Linked DNA regions of Gossypium hirsutum: region 1 is linked to region 2. The links are chromatin contacts, called in public Hi-C maps. All regions are on one chromosome and are shown on one strand. The core of a region is the stretch at or near the end of the contact, and the rest is flanking DNA. Distances in the headings are between cores, read along the strand shown.

Region 1 (7,225 bases), core at 3,118-5,617, 220 kb before region 2:
ATTCTGCTATTTTTAGATTTGGCATCCCTTCCAGTGAGGTTTTAGGTTGCCCTTACATGGCCTTGTCTATTTTGTATGTAAACAATAACTTAGTATCTCACTCAAGTATTTCAAGTTTATGCTAAATAAAAAAATGTTAGCTCCTTTCTCTCTTATAATAGCTTTTAATCTGTTTTTGATAGTTGTAGAATGCTATGTTATCTGGACTTTTCAGTTTCCTTATCCTATGTTTGGATTGGAGTAAAGGAAGGGAAAGCAAAACCTTTCTCTTGTTTGAATATATATTATTTAAACAAGAGAAAGAAAAGAAAGTTGAGTATTCTTTGTTTTCCCTTGAAGCATTCAATTTTTATTTACCCCAATTTGTAGAAGCTGGAGAAAGGAGTAAATTTTTTTTGGAAAGATGAAATACATACTTTTCCTCTTAATCTTTTTACATAAATTATTTTACAAAAAAGGTACAACTGGAAAAAAAGTCATACTTTTGCTTTCCTTTCCACTGTTTAAATGAATAAAGGTTGTGAAAATTCCTTTACCTTCTCATGCTAATTTAGCTATCCAAACAAAATACACATGTATCATTTCTTTTCCGTAGCCTTACTCTCTTTTCCTTTCCTTTCTTTTCCCGCATACTTGTTTGTCCAAACTTAGTGTTAAAAGTATCTGTGTTTGTGACATATTTCCCACATAAGGATAATTTCCATTAAACGCAAGATTTTTTTACCAATTGAAGGAATTCATTTCATTTCTCTTTCCTTCCCCCCCCCCCCAAGCCCTCTCCCTTCAATTTATAATTATCCAATCCTGTGTAGTTTATGCCATAAAAAGCAAATAATAGATGAAGACATCAAAGTTTGAACATAACCAAAAGAAAACATATACAAATCTGGGTGTAGTACACTCTGGAAAATTTCATAAAAGAGTATTCAAAAATACGGTTATGCACTTATGCTGAAGAAGCTTTCAAACATGATAAACATTGAAAAATTACATAGAATATCATCAAACTTTTGCTGCAAAACTATAATTGCAATTATTTGTTTAGAACTGCATTAGTTGCTACTCTGGGCTGCTGCTGGTGTTGTAGCTTTGAGAATGATTTCCACATTGTCATGAACTCCTTGCAGCAGTAGTTCACCATCATATGCAACAACTTTTCGTTTCTTTGCTGCTCTTAGTGTCCCAACTAGTGCTTCAAAGATGTTTGCACAGCGATCATCATTAAATAGCACCCCGAATGTGACCTTGGAACACATCAAACAACACAATTTTCAATACAGTTGTGCTGGAAAATAAAAGTAGATTGTAGCAACGTAGATATACAAAATATGAAATGGGAAAAACCTGAAGCACAAAATAAATCATCCAACTTTCCAAAGTTCACTTTTAGATGATGTAAACATGGCTAAAACTTATGTCAACTATATCCATTTTTAACCCTTTAAAGACTTAGAAAAGAAAGAAATGGTACATATATGTATTAATGGCCATCACACTTAAAAAATCTCAATGCAATGCAGAGAATATGGTCTTCTACACTATCCGTCAATGATGGTCACCTGGAGATTAACAGAACAATATTTGGGCATAAATACTTCCCATAAGATTTTCAAAGCATATATTCTTGAATTTAGAGAAAAAAAAAATGGTAGATGGTCAAAGAACGAAAACAGTTGGTATGTTACATGAACTACCAAAATATGTATGTTTCACTGATTTTGAAGAATGGATTGTTTGAAACAAAATTGCCAATTGATCCTACAATAGCAAACGAGGAAGTGTCTTGAGATCGAACTACACCTTCTCAGAGAATCCAACCAGACAATGATATTTGTAAAATAAGCTTAACACACTTGTTAGTTTGACTCCATGTTGTTCGGACTTTTAATTTTTCTTGAAGTACCCCCCGTACCTAACACCTGACCAACACATAATATGGAGCTATGACCTTCAAGATCCTCCAAATACATGGAAACACTGACCATACCTGTGTCGGATACAGGTATCTATTTGACACTTGCACCTGAATATGAGTAAACATAGCCCCAAACTATGCTTTTCCTCTCTGTTTTCATAGTTTACCATTAGGGAATGAATCTAAATGGAAAGTTTGAAGCAGTGGAAAAAAAAATCAATAAACAGATCTGATTGTCATGTAGCTAAGTTAGCTATTTAGGAAAAGATGGAACAAACAAAGAAACAAAATGGAGAAAGCTTGAACCAACCCAGATCCAGATCAAACAAGGGTTTAATGCGCAACTTTTTGCATAAAATTAAAAACCCAGATCAGAGAATAATAAGATAGGATTAAAAGCAACCTTGTAAGAACCATCTGATTGGATCTGGCCTAGTCTTTGGATTTCTTCCTTGAGTCTCTCCACCTCCTCGTCTACATTCATTGTGCTTTCTTGGAAAAACAATGACAAAGACAACAATGATATATGCAAATATATGTTTTAGGATGTCTAGGTTTTTTTCTCTTATGAGGTTCTTGGGATCAATGTGTTATTTTATAGGAAACTTTCTTTGAGGTTATAAAGAAAAAAGGGTAATAAAAGTGAAATTAAAACAGACCACAGATCATTTGATTTATTATTTTCTTTTTGGGGGTAATTATGTACTCAGACCTTCTACTCTTTGGAGTTTTGAAATTTAGTTCATATACTTTTTTTTATTTAAAAATTTAAGGCCAAAGATTGTTGCTAAATTCGAATACGTGACTATTCACTATTTAAGGCTCTGCTTTAAAAATTAAAAATCAATTTATAATACATATTCAGGTTTAACAGTCCTTTAACTTTTAAGTCAGATAAGGATTAAATTTAAAATTTTGAAGAGTCAACTATTTGGGGATAAGAATTTGGTGATTGGCATATGTAAAGGGGTTCATCTCTTTGTGGTGGCCCAGCTCATGTGCAAACTGGAGTGGATTTTCTACGGATGCTCAACCAATAATGGCCGTCAGATCAAATGACTTTTATGAGTTTTTCTTGGGCTCTCAGCTACTGGCCCTTGATTTTAAAGTAGTTCCATTTTTTCAATATTGTTATTTAGGAGTCTGCATGAGCAGGGCCGAAGTAAATCTTGTTTAAGGGATCAAAATTAAATTGTATAATTTTACCATTTTAATAGTCATGTCTTTATAATTTTTAAAAGATTAAATTAAATTTTTATTATTTTTAGGAGAGGTAAAAGTGTAATTTTATCTTTAATTTAAAATTTTTAAAAATTTTAAATTAAAGATAAAATTTTTTATTTTAGGGGTTCGGGCCCTCCCTAGCCTTTGTGCATGAGTGGGTGTTGTCATCAACAGTACATATTGTTAGTAAAGTATTTTTTGTTCTTTTTTATAGTTTTATATACAATCTAAAAATATATACAGTTGAATTATTTTTAACATATTAATTTCATTTTAACCAATGACTTATTTGAGTTTTATATCGAATTTTCATAGTAGTATTGTTTTTATAATCTAATATATCATAGATAGGATTGGGACTTATAAGATTTTTGATTGAGTTGGTGTTATGAGTTTATCATTTAAATCGGACAGTTGGTAAAATCAATTAGGCTATTGATTCGTCGGTTGGTTTGATTGATTCAAGCGGTCTGATTAAAAAATTATTAAAAATTAAAAAATTTTGATTCAATTGATTTTTTGCTCGAGCCAACCGGTTTAAAATCCCTTTTCGAATTGATACCCAAGTTTGACTGGTTAGTTTCAAACAACATTGATTTATTGGGTGCCAATTTAGTTAGAAAAATATTAACATACACTTTGTTTTAAATGATAATCAATATCATTATAATGATATTGTCTTTTTTATATAATTTTTAAATAAAATAACTAAAAGCATTAAATATATATTTTCTTTGATCAATAAAATTTAAAAGAGAACATATTTATACATAGAATGTTTTATATCACCTCAGGGTGTGATATAATTTAATGTATAATTAAATATATGATTTTTTTTCTTTTTAGAATTTTTAAAAAATATTATTATTTGGTGGAAAACTAGCTCTTCAAAACTATCATTACGTCCATCTGTAAAGCTGAGAATTCATTATCAACAAAAAGGGGAAATTGTGGTTTTGGCGCCGATTTAGTCTTTATGTTGTAAATTTTATCTGTATACTATTAGTTTATTTAAATAAAAAAATTAATACAGAAATGTGTCAGAGTGTTTTAAGGAAAAATTGAATCATTATTCTAATCGGAAAAGTAGAAGAATTAAATCAAAATTCTGAGAATAGGGGGATCAAATTGTAAAGAAATTCAGTTTTCATTCGAAAGTTCAATAAAATTCCCTTTATAGAAAAACATTATGATTAAACGATGTGCCAATGATTAAACATTTGATACAACCGGCCGTAGTTTTATCATTACCCTTTAGCTGGCCCTTTTTATTTTTGTCCCAAACCCTAAATTCTACCATTCGATTTCGCCATTCCCTTAACTCAGTGAGTCAACTCGGTACTCACCACTCACAAATCCCCACCAGTTTTACTGAGTTGGTTGATCACTCGCTCATCGTGGCATAAAGCGTAAATATCATCATTCGTCAGGGCTTTTTCATTTTCCTTCTTCCCCCAATCTGCTCCTTCATCTTCTTCCCCATCCTTTCTCCAATAGCTTCACATTTTAATTAATAAGAAAAACATTTGTTTTCGTTATTAAGTTAAATAAGTTATTAAATTCTTTTAAACTGTAGTTTTGAAATTTTCCTCTTAGGGTTCTCTGATTTTTTTGGCTTCCAATTTTATATTTTTTTTAGTCAAAATTTGTGGGTATTTCGATGCGAAAGGAATGGCGAATTCGAATCACCACTCAACATCATTGTACGGTTCAGGTGCGATGAACATGCAACGAAACCCAGAAGAGGAGGAGGAGGACGTTCCCGGCGGAGGCGGCGGAGGAGGTGAAGAGTCGGTGGATAACCCTCAGATTGGATACCAAGAAAGCGGCGGCGGGGTTGTTACGGTTATGAATAATGGCATGGAAGAAGCTTCTCACGCCAATCTTTATGGTCAAGGATCCGATTTAACCGCCGTTCAGGGTAATTCAAGTGCTGATCAGCTCACCCTCTCGTTTCAAGGGGAAGTTTACGTCTTTGATTCCGTTTCACCTGACAAGGTTCGTTCTCTTTTTTTTTTTCATGTGTCCTTTTTCTAGTAGTGTTAATTTTAATATAGTTTTGAAGCTATTTATTTCCTTTAAATGTTTACTTTTCGAATCTGGGTTTAGGTTAATTGCATTAATTAATGATTCTAATTGTCAAGTTGTGAGAATTATTAAGTAGCGGCCAATTTTGTTTTACTTCTAATTTTGCTACAATTTTTTGTTTTGTTTTTTTGCATCTATGTTTTGGTTTACCTAGTCAATTAAATGTGGTGATGCCATTGCCTTTATCAAATGAAGACAGGGCTTCCCTTTTCACCTCAAAGTTTAGTTGTATCTGGTGGATATGCTCTGCATTTGTTCATTAACGATGTCCCATGTATCTACTTCCCATTAATTATTTTTGTTGCTTTTGATTGTCCCTTCTTATGTGTAAGAAGGCTTGTTCAAGACGGTTCTGTTCGGGTATATTCTAGTTGTCGTCATTGTTGTCCTTTTATTATGTAAGTTACATTCAGTTGCAGTTGTGTTGTGGCTGTTTAAACGTAACATTCTCAGTTAGTCTTACGCTTCTGGTCGTTTACATCTTTTGATTTCTTACTTTTCTCGGAGGGCACTTCTGTAAATTCAAGTGTATAGTTCAATATTAGGTGATTATGATATAAGACTGACATGTATTTTTTTTAAATTGATCGTTAAACATAATAATATGTTTAGATGTAAAATTGTTGTGGATGATTGAATTGTGCGCGCTATTATTGCTTGAAGTAACAACAAGAATGTGTACAGTTCAGTCTTAGATGATTATGATGCAAGACTGACATGGAATTTTTTTTGTTGATCGTCTAAACATAATTGAATGTTAGGCTGTGGTGGATAAATTGCAGTAGGTGATATTATGGCTTGCAGTTTCAGGTATAAAGAAGTGCTTGAATTTTTCAGGTACAGGCAGTTTTGTTACTTCTAGGTGGATATGAAATCCCTTCGGGCATTCCTGCATTGGCTGCAACTCCTATTGCTCAAAGGGTATGCATTAGATGAATCATCTTAGTCATCTTGTGACTGATTCTTTAAGGAAGATTTGTTTTGTTTATACTTTTTCACTCCATTTATTACAATTCCCCTAGGGCATGGGTGACTTTCCTGGGAGGTCAATTCAACCCCATAGAGCTGCTTCTGATTCTTTAGGGAAGATTTGTTTTGTTTATACTTTTTCACTTCTTTTATTACAATTCCCCTAGGGCATGGGTGACTTTCCTGGGAGGTCAATTCAACCCCATAGAGCAGCTTCTTTAAACCGATTTCGGGAGAAGAGAAAAGAGCGGTGCTTTGATAAGAAAATCCGCTATACTGTGCGGAAAGAAGTGGCTCTCCGGTATTCCAATTATCATATTTTCCCCCCACCTTCTTTCTTCAAATGGAACTTGTTCATGCCACTTTCTTTCTAACACTCTATTTATGATTTGTTAGGATGCAGCGTAAGAAGGGCCAGTTCACATCAGCCAAGGCAATTTCTGATGAAGTAGCTTCGGCTTCTTCAGGCTGGAGTGGAACACCAGGCTCTGGACAAGATGAGAGCATGCAAGAAACTTTGTGAGTAGTCCTTTCTATGATCAAATAGCTTTCTAACAATTGATCATTGGATCGGTATTACACATCACTAAAAGATGTTAGTTTAGCTTGTCCTCTAGCTATTATATTTTTTGTGCCAATAAAAGGGATTTCTGTAGGTTCTCTTCTTTATTGTTTAGTTTTCCTGTGTAGATGCTCACACTGTGGAATCAGTTCTAAGAAAACTCCTATGATGCGTCGAGGTCCTGCTGGTCCTAGGACACTTTGCAATGCATGTGGACTCAAGTGGGCAAATAAGGTTTGTTAAAATAGGAAAAAGTTTTTTATAAGTCTATTCCTTGTGTCAATGCATGCGAGCTCAAGATCTTACTATGAGATGATTGACAATTCTCTTAACACTTTTGTTAATAATATATTCTTCATAATTTGAATTATATTTAATCACTCAAGACTATGATTAATCATTGTGATTTGTTAGAAAGGCATATCAATATGACCTATTATCATAAGCTTATTTTATTTTGTCCAAGT
Region 2 (6,417 bases), core at 3,095-5,594:
TTATACTTATGCCAATTCATCACTAATAATTCTTTTTTCTCATTTTGGTCAAATTTTCACTTTACTCCTTAAATTTTTCAAAATTCATGATTTGATCCTTTCCTCATGTTTTCACTTCTAAAATTTTTTCATAAATTCTCATATTTAAAATCACTTTATTTTCATAAAAATTCTTTTAATTGGCTCATTTTTTAATTTTCTCAAAAATTTAACATATTCACTAATAGTGCCACATGTCTAATTAGAAAATTTTGAGATAGTACATATCTACTTGATTTTAGTGAGAATTCAAGGTGGGTTGAAGAAATTTGAGGTTGATCGCCAATATACCCTTGGAGCTAGAAAAATGAAGAAATTAGTCCAAAAGTGATTTTCGTTGTACTAGTTCATATTCCAAGTCATTCTCATGTTAAATAATCAAAATTACCTCATATTTCTCAATTTGGTGGAATTACATTTTAGTTCTCTAACTTTTTAAAATTTAAGATTTGGTTCTTTATCCACATTTACACATTGACAATTTCTATATTGATTTTCATTTCCAATATAAATTTAATTCCTTATGAATTCTCTTTATCTTACTCATTTCCATATTTCTTTAAAAATTCACTAGACACGATCACGGAACAATATCAAATGTAGGAAATTTTGGGGCGTTACATGTTTCTCAACCAATAATTGGTTTGTTTCCTACTTCACAACCTGTTAGAGCTACTAGGATTGCAACCTCTAGCAACTCTGGAATCGCGGAGAAAGGAAATGAGGTGTTAGGGTCTATCTTTAGCTCTCATTATCTGTACATGAAGTTTTTCAGCTAGCGAGATAAACTTACCACGGATGATTTTCCATTGAACCCCGAGGAGACCATGTCTCGCTTGATCGCCAGTATACCCGTGGAGCTAAAGGATGTCCGTGCTCCATATCTGCCCATAAATCTAATGGGTTCGTAGCCAACTGTTTGAGAGAAAGTGTGCTAACCTTTATGAAGCTGGCTAAGATCTGGTTGCATTGTCAGACAAAGGCTAAAGACTTGCTGCATGAAAGTAATGCGTTTAAGGCTTGTGGAGGAGTTGAAGCATATTTTGATTCCATGAACACCTCCAGCGAAGCACAGGAGAAATTTAGAGAGCAATTTCACGATAAAGTAATTCTTCCTCCTGCTACTCTGCAAGTTGAATTAGGAGAAGTATCGATGCTGAGGATGAAGGATTTTCATCCAACTAGGGTGTAATTGAGCTAAGCAGAGCCTGAATACTGTCAAGCTCTAACTCGATCGAATATCTATTTTTAAGTTCCAGCTTCACTCGAGATATAATTGAGTTACTTAAGTTTGAGCTTAATTAAGCTCATTTACCACTTTTTGTATTAAAATAGTTAACTAATGGAGTTAATTGTCCGTCAATTGTTTGAACTAACTAGAAACATTATAAAAATAAAGAACCAAGTTACATTAAACTTGAGTCTAATGACTAAATTTTAAATTTAAGTATACTAGAAGGACCAAAACTCCGAGAAAAAGCTATGTTCAAATGTTCTGGTCCCTGCTCTCAATGGATAATTTTTAAATTTCCTTTTAAAATCATAATTATCTCGGAATTATAAATATAATTAAATTGTGTCATATTTGGATGAAAAATAAAATTATGTAACAACTATATTTATAAAAAATTAATATAAAAAATAAATGAGGTTCTAGTTGAAATGGAAAAATAGAGATGTTAAAAGCTATGTGTGTATTTTCTATTTTTATATAAAAGATATAAAGAGATAAAAATATCTTTAAAATTATATGGTACGTTTTGTAAAATAATGATATTTTAATCGTTATTCAATTGAGTTGGTGTTTAATAAATTATAATTAAATAAACTATCAAATTAAGAATGCAATAAACGATAAATACACTAAATTTATATTCGGTGAGACTTAAATTAATAATATCAACGAAATCTTTTATCATTATATTAACAACTTAGTATAACGAAATTGATAATATAAGGGGGGGAAAAAACATTCCAAGAAACTCTTTTTGGGTTTTTTTAGTACATGGATGAAATTTGAGGCATTTATATTGAAAATGTTGCGAAAATGAGTGTCGACCAGCAGAGTTAATGGAGTTATTCATGTCCCATATATATACATATTTAACGTGGGATTGTAATAGTTAAACATGAAAAACACGGCTCACTTGGTCTAACTTCAGAAGTATTTGGTGCATGATATGTCGGTATGGGCCTCGAACTTGGAAGTTCCGGCAACGGTGCCTCAAAGTTAAGAACCTGAATAGCTTGCCTTATTGACGGTCTTGAACTCGGGTCAGGATGAACACACCGCAATCCGACGATCAACAAGAATTCGATCTGTTTATAGTCGAACTCCATGCATAGTTTCTGGTCCACAACATCAAGCAGCCTTTGGTTTCCATATGAATCCCACACCCAGGCCACCAACGATGCCTTGGACTCTTCATATTCAGGCTCTATTGATCGTCTACCACACGCGATTTCCAGTGCCACAATGCCAAAGCTATAGACATCTGATTCCTTACTAACTTTTCCCGAAGAAATGCACTCCGGTGCCATATAACCGATGGTTCCAGCTAATCGAGTAGTTTGCGAACCTTTTGCATGATCAACTAGCCTAGCTAACCCGAAATCCCCGAGTTTAGCATTGAAATTTGAATCCAACATGATGTTGCTGGCTTTGATATCCCTATGTAGCACGCAATGATCGCCTTCTTCGTGTAGATACAATAGAGCCGACGCCAAGTCCTGCACGATTTTGCATCTCACTTCCCAGTTCAGTAAGCTTTTGCCTTTGAAAAGATGGGAATCTAGGCTACCATTAGCCATGAACTCGTAAACGAGTAGGAGCTCGCGTTTTTCGTGACACCAGCCAATAAGCTTGACCAGATTTTTGTGTCTCAATCGGCTAATGATCTTCACTTCGGATGCATATTCCTTGATTCCTTGTTTAGAGGCCTTTGAAATCCTTTTAACAGCAACATGGGTATCCAAGTCCCTCAAGTACCCTCTATAAACTGCACCAAAACCTCCCTCTCCTAGCTTTTCACCTTTGAACATATTTGTCACTTTTGCTAATTCTTCCAGGGAAAATTTCCTCGGCGCCGCTCCATGTCGAAAGTCACTGTTGTGAAAGAACATATCCGATACGTGATCGTGATCGTCTACATTGGTGTCGTCCTCTCGTCTTAATCTCCTTAAAAAGAACCCCAAGAACACACCTAGGCCAAAAATCAAAGCACAAGCTCCAACAATTAACCCCACCACTAACAAACCTAGGCCAAGAATCAAACCAGAAGCTCCAACAATTAACCCCACCACTAATCCTCTAATGTTTTTCCTCCTTTTCGGGTGTTCTGAAGGAAAGGAATGTGGTGCAGGAGCAGCGCTTGGAGAGATTGCTCCGATGATTACATGATTGTCATGGTCTCCATTGGCGTTGTCCTTGTTTCTTTTTCTCCTTGAGCAGAAGCAACATCCCAAACATAGGACAACAATCAAAGCACAAGCTCCGACAATTAACCCCACCACTAGTCCCATCAGGTCATTCGGATCAAAGGAATCTGGTTCAGCAGCAGGGTTTGGCGAGATCGCTCCGATGAGTGACAAATTCTCTGGATGCTTAGCTGGAGGGTCATAGTTACAAACAATAAAAGTTCCCCCGTTATTACATCTCACTTTTGCACATCCGAGACGAATTGAATATTTCCAAATCACTTGAGTATAATAGGCACAGTCATAGCCTGGACTACAGCTATTTGATTCAAAGTCATAGTAGTGCTTCTCATCAATCCACATTTTTACAGCATCGGATCCAGAAAGATCATTCTTGCTCCATGCAAGATTCTCACCGTAAGGCCCTCTAGACTCCACAAGCTCACACTGCGATATCCTCTGTTTGGCATGGTCTGCTGCGTACCTTGCCACCACATCGTCCCAAGTGAGGGGGCGAACACCGACTGCTGCACGAGCTGCGTTGTGTACATTCAAGTAGTCTTGAGGTGATGAACCATCTGCTGTGGAACTAGGGCTCGGTGCAGCTGCCACCGTGACGTTGGATCGGTTCGAACCTGGTTGATTGGCTCCCAGGGAACCATGTGTTTCCATACAGCCCAACAGAGCCAAGACGAACAAACAAATTGTTACCGAATTCTTGCATAATTTCATTTGCAAAAGAGGGATCAATTAAGCTCATCAAATTATCTATCACAAAAGTAAAGTTACAGTAAGACCCAGCAAAAAGTCCACAACACAGCTCAGCCTAACCAGTGGCTTATATTACGAGCAATACCATGGGGCATTCGTTACCTCATCTTTCACGATACCCAACAAAATCGCTAATTACAGCATGATATAATTAATTTTATCATTATATAATTGGTTCAATAATTTATACAAAAGATGTATAAAAAAAACACAAATTATATGAAAGAAATTATAAAAAATCAGCAATTCAATTATTTATACGCAGTAAATTAGTAGATGCTAGAATCAAATCAGATTAGTCGATTAAATCAAGTTGACTAGTGGCAAAAAATTGGATATAGATCAAATCAATAGTGATAAAAAAACCAAAAATTGAGATAAAAAATCAACGGTTGAATCAATTTATAAAATTTATACTAATTTTTAATTGTTTATTTTATTATTATTGAATTGACAATCGAACTAATTAAATTAAGCACGGATCGTCTAATCGATTCCACCACTAATTTTAAAGCTTTATAATTAAGTAAAAGCTAATAGTATATGTTTATTTATGTTTTAAGTTTTAATCCTTTACTTTTTCAGATTGTAAAATTAAAGTATAATCATTAACATAATTAAGATTATTTTATTCATTTGAATTCTATTATGTCCCTTTTTAGTTATATTTTTTTTTAAATGACACACCAATAAATTTAACAACCTTAAGAATTAAAATTAAATTTTGAAATATGAAAAACAAATAGAATAAATTTTAAAATATAAAAATATAAAAAATACACAAAGTTATAACATCTTTTTAACCTAATTTTTTGGGTCTAGAAATTCTGAAATTTCCAAGAAAGGAGGAGGAAGAGTGGAGGAGAGCAAGTCAAGCATCGCGGTCTTTACGCAACTAAGTAATAAATAATGTATGGCCTCTCTTTTGTTTGTTTTTTGAAGAAATGAAATTGGTGGACTAATCGGGCTAAGTTTGAAACACGTCTGATCTGACCCGTAATTGTATTCTACATGCGGAAGTTTCTTGGAAAAAAAGGCTAAATTTTATAAATATGTTGGAAAAAAAATTTATTTGGAAAATATATTGTTTTTTTAAATTTATCGATTTACGCTATTTTTAGAAAAAAAACATATCCTACTTTTCATTAAAAATATATAACTTAGTTTTTTTGTCTAGTGGTTAAATCTTAGTACTTTTATCTTTAAGTCTCAAGTTCAATTCTTCTCTTACTCACATTTATATTTTTTATTTCATGTTGTTTTATGTTTTTAATTAATATTTTTAACACATTAGTTCTTTTAGTTAGATAACTGTGATTTCATTCACAAGTCCTAAGTTTGATTCCATTTATAAGTATTTTAATATGTATTTTTTATTTCATGTTGTTTCAAGCTTTTTTTATTTTTAATTAATGTTTACAATTAATAAATATATTGTTTTCTTTTTTATTTTTAATTAATAACTCTTTTATTTATAAAATCAAATAATTATTGCAAATATCATTATTTTTAGTAAATATAATTTTATATGTCAAATATTTATTTTTTCTACCTATATTATGGGGTATGGTGAATTATAATATTATAAAATCAAATAAATATTACACATATTGTAACACCCCGAACCCGAGACCGTCACCGGAGTCGAACACGAGGTGTTAGCAGACTTTAACCACTTATAAAAAAAAATTTCTCAGACACTACCAATCTGCGTACTAGTTGCTTTAAAAATCATATCTTGAGTTTCACAACTTGAAAATCAGTTTCGTAATTTTTCCCTGAAACTTGACTCATATGCCCATCTACATAATTTTTTTCTAGAATTTTTGGTCAGGCCAATTAGTACAGTTTATTAGTCAAAGTCTCCCATGTTACAGGGATCGACTACACTGACCTTTGCGCATTACGACTTGGATATCTCCCTGCACAAGGCTTCAATACTGATGCCGTTTGTTTCTATAGAAACTAGACTCAGAGAGGAATCCATACATATATGGCATGACTCCTAATTATCTCTGGTTAATTTATAATGAATTTCCAAAGTCGGAACAGGGAATCCAGAAACCGTTCTGGCCCTTTCTCACGAGAACCTGAATATCTCTTAACATACTGTCCATATGATCATTTCGTTACTTTCCTATGAAAATAGATTCATCAAGGTTCGTTTACATAATTTATTCACTATTTAAT

What was found. Hi-C and Micro-C count contacts between places; a contact is called where the count stands out from the background.
Region 1: a Hi-C map of leaf shows a contact between it and region 2, with 2.1 times the contacts expected there. The contact joins the promoter of LOC107919429 here to the promoter of LOC121225717 in region 2. A contact is called at or near these places in 3 of 34 Hi-C or Micro-C datasets (hypocotyl and leaf).

What each region holds. Positions count from the first base shown.
Region 1 is chrD13:6,280,216-6,287,440 of Gossypium_hirsutum_v2.1, reverse strand. It overlaps LOC107919429 (GATA transcription factor 28), which reads left to right and starts at 4,367. Exons shown (of 7, transcript XM_041110143.1): 1 at 4,367-5,137; 2 at 6,065-6,148; 3 at 6,364-6,497; 4 at 6,593-6,715; 5 at 6,887-6,992. The coding sequence starts at 4,811. LOC107919848 (KH domain-containing protein HEN4) reads left to right here. Exons shown (of 7, transcript XM_041110142.1): 7 at 4,854-5,002. The coding sequence ends at 4,862. It overlaps LOC107919850 (costars family protein), which reads right to left and starts at 2,582. Exons shown (of 2, transcript XM_016849242.2): 1 at 2,319-2,582; 2 at 880-1,244. The coding sequence starts at 2,399. The coding sequence ends at 1,053.
Region 2 is chrD13:6,063,717-6,070,133 of Gossypium_hirsutum_v2.1, reverse strand. It overlaps LOC121225717 (L-type lectin-domain containing receptor kinase IX.1), which reads right to left and starts at 4,344. Exons shown (of 1, transcript XM_041110137.1): 1 at 2,046-4,344. The coding sequence starts at 4,188. The coding sequence ends at 2,143.